Regions from separate parts of the Gossypium hirsutum genome. Here region 1 is linked to region 2. Evidence: chromatin contacts called from public Hi-C data. All regions are on one chromosome and are shown on one strand. Each heading gives the region's core, a stretch centred on a gene start, on an enhancer-like site or on the middle of the called end of the contact. The rest is flanking DNA. Distances are from core to core; before and after follow the strand shown. Region 1 holds the start of LOC107913782. Region 2 holds the start of LOC107913641 (mitochondrial zinc maintenance protein 1, mitochondrial).

Region 1 (4,076 bases), core at 253-2,752, 290 kb before region 2:
GGACCCGAGATGGTGGAAGCTCATGATGTTGCTATAAAGATAAGTTCCTATTCGACCAGATTTGCCACAACAACACAAGCCTTTGTCTCTGAACCTCATTGTTCGACATAGAGAGCAATCCCGACAAGAAATTCGACCAAGTAACCCCATCTATAGGTACCATTGTTGTAGTCCAAACAGCTTGTGCCTTACAACAGTGCAACAATGCATGCTCAATGTGCTCTTTCCTATCACCCTTCCTACAAATTTGCGTAACGGTAATACCCTTTCAAGAAGCCAACTTTTTAACCAGAAGAAAAGAATGTTAACAGTGGCAAAGAAACTCATTCACATGTGGAAGGATACGCAAATGCCATATCTATTGCCCCAGCCTATCCTAAATTAAAACATTCATGTTTGAATACAAGTTCATTGCTAATATATTACCCGACTTTACACTATATTGTCCATTAAGAGCAAAGAGCCATATAAGTTTATCTAGGTGATGATGATTGAGACTAACTAGGATCTATTATATCTGTTCACAATCACTTCACGAAAACACACATTCAATCAATGGTCTATTCCAAGAACACCCATCCACATTAAGCAAATCAAAAACTCAAATATCTTCTATACCAAGTAATAGAAGCGGATCAACATAAAAATATCATCATTAATAAGCCTCGAATCATGATAAACTCCAATATCACACCCATTACCAACTTTCCATTGAATTCCGTTATGTACAAGATGATGTGTAACCATTAAACTTTTTCGAATAAAAGATTAATTGGTAACGTCATCAGTTTCAAAAAGACTACAGCTTGAAAAATATTTAGCCTTAAGGAAACGACTAACTAAACTATTTGGATTTGAAACCAATCTCACAACTTGCTTTCCTAGTAACGCCAAGGTTAAACCATGAAAGTCTATAAATCCCATGCCACCCCACTTCATAGGGACGCATAAATGATCCGACGTCGCCCAGTGAACTCCTTTACGACAATTCCAACTAGAACCCCACCAGAACAAGTTCAACATTCTATGCAACTTAGCACATGAAGGCATAGGCAACAAAAACATACTCATGTTATACACGGGAACACATTGAGCAACATTCTTTATCAAGACCTTTTTACCTACCCAAGACAATAGCTTATTCTACCAATGAAAAATGCATTTACTAAGACGCTCCTTGATCAAAGCAAAGACTTGCCGCTTGTTATGACCCACCAACGAAAGAAGCTCGAGATAACGCCCATGATCAATAGGGCTATTAATGCCCAACATAGATTTAACCAAATCCTGAATGGTGCCACTAGTGTTTGAACTAAACATGATTCCTGACTTCACAAAGTTAATTGCTAGCCCCGACGTCGCCTCATAGAGTATCTCCTCAGCACTGTACATTTAGAATCAGTGGCCCGGAAGAACAAAAAATTGTCATTTGCAAAAAAAAAAGGTGAGAAATATTGAGACCTCGTCTACAACTAGTATATCATGCAATTCACCTCGTGATTTCGAAGATGGTGTTATTTTTCTCTCTAATAATTGATAAATAAATAAAATCTAAATCGACGAAATATAAATTATTTTGAAAAAAATGTTTTTAAGGGTTAATTCTATAAAAAGTTTTCAAACTATCATCCAAATTTTAAATGAATTCTTAAACTTTAAAATATTATAATTGAATCCTTAAAATATCAAGATTGTATCAATTAAATCTAAGTCTAATTATTAATTTATGTATTAAATGCTACAATGAAGCACATTTAAAACACAAATTAATTTCTGCTCATCTTATAAACAATTTGAATCCAAAATATGAAAAAAGGTGTATCATTAAAATTTAAAAGGATTTATTTTATTTTATTTCTCAAGATATCTACTAAAGCGAACCCAATAATTAGTCCTTCGTATTTTGTAAACCCGTTAAGGGGTAGATGCTAAAAATATTTGTTTTAACACATTAAATTATATAGTAATACATGTATTTAAAATTTAATCAATGTATTTTAAATGTAAAGTGGACTTAAAAATTTTGATTAATATAATATTGATTATTAAATGATTAATATAATTTAGCCAGTTAACCCTGTTAAGCGTACACAACAAAAATATAATAGCTTAGTCACCGCTTTAGATATCTGCGTCCCGATTTGTCTCATTTCCAGTTAACAACGTGCTCCACGACAGCCAAATACTATGTGGCTCTTTCCTCCCTTAAAGTCAATCATTACTCATCACTCATTAACCAAAGCGGCCAACCCCCCCCGACACGCACTCGGTAACAAGGCATCTCCTTTCCCCTCTTCTTCCTCCACTGTCCTCTTTCGCTGCCTAACCTAAACAAAGCAATGGCTTTCCTTCCGCCCATCACCACTTTCGCAGCCGCCCTCCTCCTCTTCCTCCACACCCCACTCGCCACGTCATCCCCCCTCAACCTTACTGGCGACTCCCTTTCACCCTACGAAGTCCTCCAAGGCTACAACTTCCCCGTTGGGCTTCTCCCACAAGGCGTCTTAAAGTACGATTTAGATGAATCCACCGGTCGGTTCCATGCCTACTTAGAGGGTTCGTGTAGCTTCTCACTGGAAGGGTCTTATCAACTCAAATACAAATCCACGATCAGCGGGATCATCTCCAACAACAGGCTCAAAAACCTGAGTGGAATCAGTGTCAAGGTCCTGTTTTTATGGCTCAACATCGTGGAGGTTGTTAGAGATGAAGATGAGCTGGAATTTTCGGTGGGGATTGCATCTGCTAGCTTTCCTATTGACAATTTTTACGAGTGCCCACAGTGCGGCTGCGGATTGGAGTGCGTTGATAGTAAGGGGCAAGTAAGCAAACTTAGAAATAAGTCTTCTTTTTCTTCAATTTAGAGGAATTTGTGGGGGTAGAATAAATTAACTGCGGAGGTTCATGAAAACGATTTGGATGAACCTTGGGTTAAATTGAATTGGGTTTTTAGTTAATATATCGAAATTGATGGACTCAACTTTTTTAATGGGTTTAGACCTTGAACTCATATTTATTTGTTGCTGTTTTTGTGGTTGGTATTGGTTTCATCCTTTAAATGCTTGGTTTAGGGAAGAACTGATCAACCACACGTTAGTGATATGAGCAAGATAATTTAGAATAGGTTAAAACATTAGTGCGACATTTCTTAATGCTATGAGCCAGATAGTTTAGAATGCTAAGACCATGTTAAACAGATCCCCATCCTGTTATTCTGCATTTTACCATGGAAGTTATTCACAAGATCATGTACTCTAAACAATTTCGGAAGACTGAATTCCTGTAACTATTAAGCTATGTTGATCAGATTCGTGGCTAAGCATCAAATTTCGGGTATGAGTACAACACAGGCAGGCTGATGTTTTTCTAGCCTTTTTTCAGATATATATACTTCTAGGTTGATCTTAGTATTCGTATGTATCTGATATTTCAAGAAAAATGAAGAGTTGGAATGAGGTAAAGAGGGCAGAATGGAGGACTACAGCAGAGATCGCAATAGCAAATGTTGTGGGAACTGAAGTAGTAATTGAGGACTAGGGATTAAGTAATATGTGGAAGTGAGAATTGTAATCAGAGCTTAGAATCACTATCCAAACTCGTTAAAACTTTTGAAGTGCTATTTTGAGACTATCTATATGAACTTCACACTATGGAACTATAGGAAAGATCTTTGTTACGCAGAAAACTTCAATGGGAAAAATTGTCTTTTAAGTTGCTTGCTATGAAGTTTTTTATTGCCTAGAAAATTCTCTTAGCTTCAATATCTATAGAAGACTGCAGATCTTAAGTAGTGATAGTTATATAATGGTCTGCTTATGTGATCAGGGTACTGATCACTTGATTGTTAAAGCTTTGCCAGGTTCGAAATATATAACTGGTTGAGGTGAGCCCTATTGGGAGTTGTGTTACTTGCTGCATTCAAGTGAAAATGAGTGGTAGGATGTCATTTTATGAGCATTTGAAGCTGTCAAACCTGGTGCAGTAATTGACGATGGTCTTTGTTCGTATAAAGCTACTCTTGGGTTTAGGATTGTCGATGTTGAGGTTCAATTCAGTAGATGCCCCAGAAACCATGT
Region 2 (4,554 bases), core at 1,783-4,282:
CAAGCCCATATTTCGAGCCTATATTTTTACCCAAACCCTCCCATATTTTGAACGGGCCGTCGGGCCGGGCCGGGCCGCCCGGCCCATGATCCCCTGTAGTTCAAAGGTTGCCTTGCTCATATATGTTGGGAGCAAAGGAAAAGGTGAAGTAGGCGGAAATTGAAATTTGAAGTGAAATGCAAAAACTTGATAGCAAATCAAAACGTAGTTCACACATCATTAGTGGGAAACAAATTTGAAATGTTGAATAGCTTGCTTCCACTTGTATTAGCAGCGTTAGTGAGTTGATCCAAAGGGGACGCTACCTGGTTACACTACTTCATGCTTTGCCTTCTCAACTAGGCTTAATAGCTATTTTGGTCCTTATATTTTACAGTTTCTCATTTTGTTATCTCAAGATTAAGTTTTTATCATTTTGGTCCCTGTACTATCATTTCGCATATAGTTCCCTCAATTTTTAAAAAGCCCAAATTTTTTTAGTTTTTTTCATTGGAATTTTATGTTTTTAGAAAATATTAAATTTTTAAGATTTTGTTTATATGTTTTACTTTATAATGTTTTTTGAACTTAACTATTTTTGGACTTACTTTTTTTTTAACATGTGGCATTGTTTCATTGGTTGATGGGATTTTTTTAACCAAAATGTAAAATGGGGTAATGCGATGACAGTACGGGAGTCAAAGGTGAATAAAAAAAAATCTTAAGTTACCAAACTGAGAATTTATTTACAGTAAAAGGGTCAAAAAAAGTTATTAAGCCAATATATATTAAGAAAAGGCTAAAAGAGCCTTTTTGATCATGAACTCTTTTTCCGGCTGACCTGGGCTATCTGCATAATGGGTGCTGAAATAGGTTAGAGTGAAGAACATATTAAAGCTAAAACATGTGATTAGAAGATCTGGTAGGTTGCCTTCTTGCAGAAGATCTAATTATGCACATGCAGCAAGACCATTGGCGTTGGAGCTCCTTGCTTTCGCCTTCAAATCAAATCCCTTTCAGATTTCAGAAAATTGTCTGTTTCCTTGTGAACAAGTCACAAACAGTGGACCATAGTTCAAATCACTAAATGAAATTAATTTCACAGGTTCATCAAGTACTTATCAGTCAGTTGTATAATGCTAAAGACATCATTTTGGCAATCACTACTGAAAATACATGGTGGGTTGATTAATGACTGTTTCAGCAGCAATGGTGTTTTGCATGAAAGGAGAGGGGCATCATCATCAAATCCTATTTGGTTCAAGTCCACATGATTCTGTCAAATCAATGATGCAATACACATGAATGAAGTGATTAGGGCTACTATAACATCAACCTCATTCTTTAGCCCCTCCAGTTTTGATAAATTGCAGGTGCACTGCAGCATTAGACCAAAGCTTTTCCTGAACTTTTGAAGTTGGTAGTGTCATACAAGGCCTTCATTTTCATCATTGGTGACAGACATTGCAACTTTGAGCTGTTGCAGAAATAATCTGACCATAACCAAGTGACTGGTAGAAACTCTACCATAAACCCAAATGTGTCAACAGCTCTAAAATGTCTTTGAGAAGAGAAAAAAACCATATTATATCCCATGAATGATCATAATACAAAATGAACTACCAACACAGTGAGTGCTTAGACAGTCGAACTGTAGAATATAAACTGATTTCACTTCACTTGTTTTCTTTTCCCTCTTTAACATTGTCTTAATATGAATGCTTCAGGTTAAACTTCTTCTTGACAGAGAACGCTGCTAGATAATTACAGTAAAGGCACAAAGCTTATCCGTTTTCGACATCATTCAATCAGACTACAGCTGTTTGGTGTCTTCCATAGAATCAGAAATTTGTGCATAACCATCAAGTACCTAATCTTAATAACTTTCAAGATGTAGCCGGCTTTATAACTAAGTATCCATAGATTGTGATACCTCTAGTTTAATATATCTTGAACTCAAGGCATTGATACATTGTAAAATGCACAAATCACACTGCTAGAAGGCTTGTTTTACATAATAGGGACTTTATTAAGTAAAAATTATAGTAGAGGAGAGTCTATTTTTCTTCTTCTCTATCACTTAGTCAATGCTGTGTCAGAATCATGGTACAATACTGAAACTTATTAATAAGACGAACCTCTCATAAACCAAGGCAAAATTTGCCACATAATTGTTTCACATTGAATAAAATTTTAGAGCAACCCATTAAAATGGTTTTTGCTTTGGATAGATCTCTACCAAGTTTTGCAACAGAAGTAAGCTCAAGGGTCAAATGTTTCCACTAGCAGACAGCAAAAATAGCAAACAAATAGAGCAGTAGTGCATCTGATAAAAGCCCAAGTTCATTGTTTAGACTGTGATGCAGATTTTCTGATGATCTCTTCGGAAGGAATCTCCAATGTAGCTCCTGCATGCTCCTTACTTGGCTTCACCTCTGCAGCAATCAGCAACAGCGCTTAACATGACGAACCTTAACTAAGCAGTTAAGTAGTTGAAGAGAGAGAAAAAGTATTCTTACAAGAGGTCAAACAGACAATGCATCGAACAGGTGGTGATCATAGAATATGAGGCATTCACACAAGACGTGCATGTAAAATTGAATGGAAAACATGAACAAAAAGATAAGTTACCGTAGCCGCCGCGTTCGTTGAGCTTGGCTTGAACGATCATGGTGGAAATGAAATGGGAGGCCTCACGTGCTTCCTCGAGGAATTTCTGGATCTCAGGCTCCGAGGTGACATGACGATTGGCTTCGAATTTCTGACGCACCTCAACGGCAGAGGCGTTCAACATCAAGGTGTCGCCGGCAAATGATTTGCGGGTGGCTCTTAGAAGAGCCCTATACGCGCTTAGTGCTTCTCCTCTTACCATCTTTCACTTCTCTCTCTCTCTCTCTCTCTCACTCACTCGGAGTCTGCCTTCTAATTCTGCGCTGCTGCTTGCTTGCCAGAATTTGCTGCTACTAACTTCGAGACGCTGTCGTTTCTTCAACTATAATTATTTAAGATTTTGCACGCTATTAAAAAAGAGAGTTAATTTACCTTTTTTCTTTAACAAGTTTTTCTTTTTTAAAAATAATATTAAATATATATTTATAAAAAAAATTATTGAACAATTTTTTTCAAAAAATAATTCTATTTATATATAAAATGTTAGGGATAAATCCCAACACTATACATGAACTATGATTTAATGTGCAATTGTATATATGAACTTCAATTTTTTGTAATTTTATACATAAAATTATGATTTGATCCAATTATTGTAAATTATTAACACAATTATTGATATAACATCATTTTATGTTTATATATTGCATACATGAATAATTATATTTATCCAATATAAAAATAAATTGATGTATTTATTTCTTTAAATGTGTATGATTAAATCAAAATTAAAGTTTGAAGTATGCATTTGAACCACAATTAGAGTTTCATGTATACAATAGCACCAAATTAAAATTCATGTATACAATTGCACATTTAATAAAAATTTATGTATAATTTTGAGATTTGTTCCTAAAATATTACAATAAAATGGAAGAAGCCCTAAAAGCTGCTATACATTGGAAATTAAGTCAATATATATATCAAAGGAAATGATGTCAACGCTTAACTAAAAGTTAAGTCATATCAACCACGGGAGTTAGGTGAGATTCAATGCGTCTCTCTTACCTTAACCAATAGTTGACAGTTCGATACTCACCCTAGGTATGGAGCGGCTTTAAAACTCGTGACCAGTGTCTACCCCCTTAATGGGCCTACAGAACGTAAAGGATAAGTCACTGAACTACCCCAGTGGATACCTGATCGCGTGCACGAGTGACAAACAATTTTATAAAATAATTTAAAAGTTTGATTTTAACTGCAAGCGGACAGTGTCGAGTTGTAATATTTATAATGTTCAATAAAACATTAGAGTTTTCTAAGGATCGAACCCAAATGAGTCAGTGATTAAATGATCCCTAATTAATTAACATCCGATTAAAGGAGTCTAGCTAACTCCTCACTAAGCATTATATTACAGTAGGTTATACAAGAGATTAATTACACTAGTTTGCTAACTAATCACTAAAAAGGACCAAATTGTAAAATAAGTAAACTTATGAAATTAACAAATTAATAACAGACAGTGGTTGGTTAACTTCTGTGTTGCTAATTAACAAATTAATAACAGACAGCGGTTGGTTAACTTCTGTGTTGCTAATTAACTTTTGGACTCGAGATCTAAACCACTTAAACTCCTAAATTTGTGCAAGTTTACCTCTTGGTTTCCACTTTACCAACTTAGACAAATTAGTTCGGTTTATCTCTAGACCTCACCAACTAACTCGGGACTATCGAATTAGTGCCCTATAAGATCTCCTCTCGGCTTCACTTACCTAAATTTTCCCTTAGAGTCGTTAGTCCTAAGTTTTGAAGTCTATTCGATTTAGTTCAATTTTTACGATTTAGTCTCTTTACCAAGAACTAACTAGGCAACAGTTCCATCAACCACCTAAGCTTTAACTACTAATACTCATCCCTAAATGCACAAACAACAAAAATTTAAGCAAAGAAGTTATTGATTTA

Evidence for each region. Hi-C and Micro-C count contacts between places; a contact is called where the count stands out from the background.
Region 1: a Hi-C map of leaf shows a contact between it and region 2, with 1.8 times the contacts expected there. The contact joins the promoter of LOC107913782 here to the promoter of LOC107913641 in region 2. A contact is called at or near these places in 2 of 34 Hi-C or Micro-C datasets (both in leaf).

Annotation. Positions count from the first base shown.
Region 1 is chrD08:13,029,283-13,033,358 of Gossypium_hirsutum_v2.1, reverse strand. It overlaps LOC107913782, which reads left to right and starts at 1,502. Exons shown (of 1, transcript XM_016842416.2): 1 at 1,502-3,010. The coding sequence starts at 2,340. The coding sequence ends at 2,864.
Region 2 is chrD08:12,741,232-12,745,785 of Gossypium_hirsutum_v2.1, reverse strand. LOC107913641 (mitochondrial zinc maintenance protein 1, mitochondrial) reads right to left here and starts at 3,032. Exons shown (of 2, transcript XM_016842293.2): 1 at 2,611-3,032; 2 at 2,101-2,414. The coding sequence starts at 2,851. The coding sequence ends at 2,323.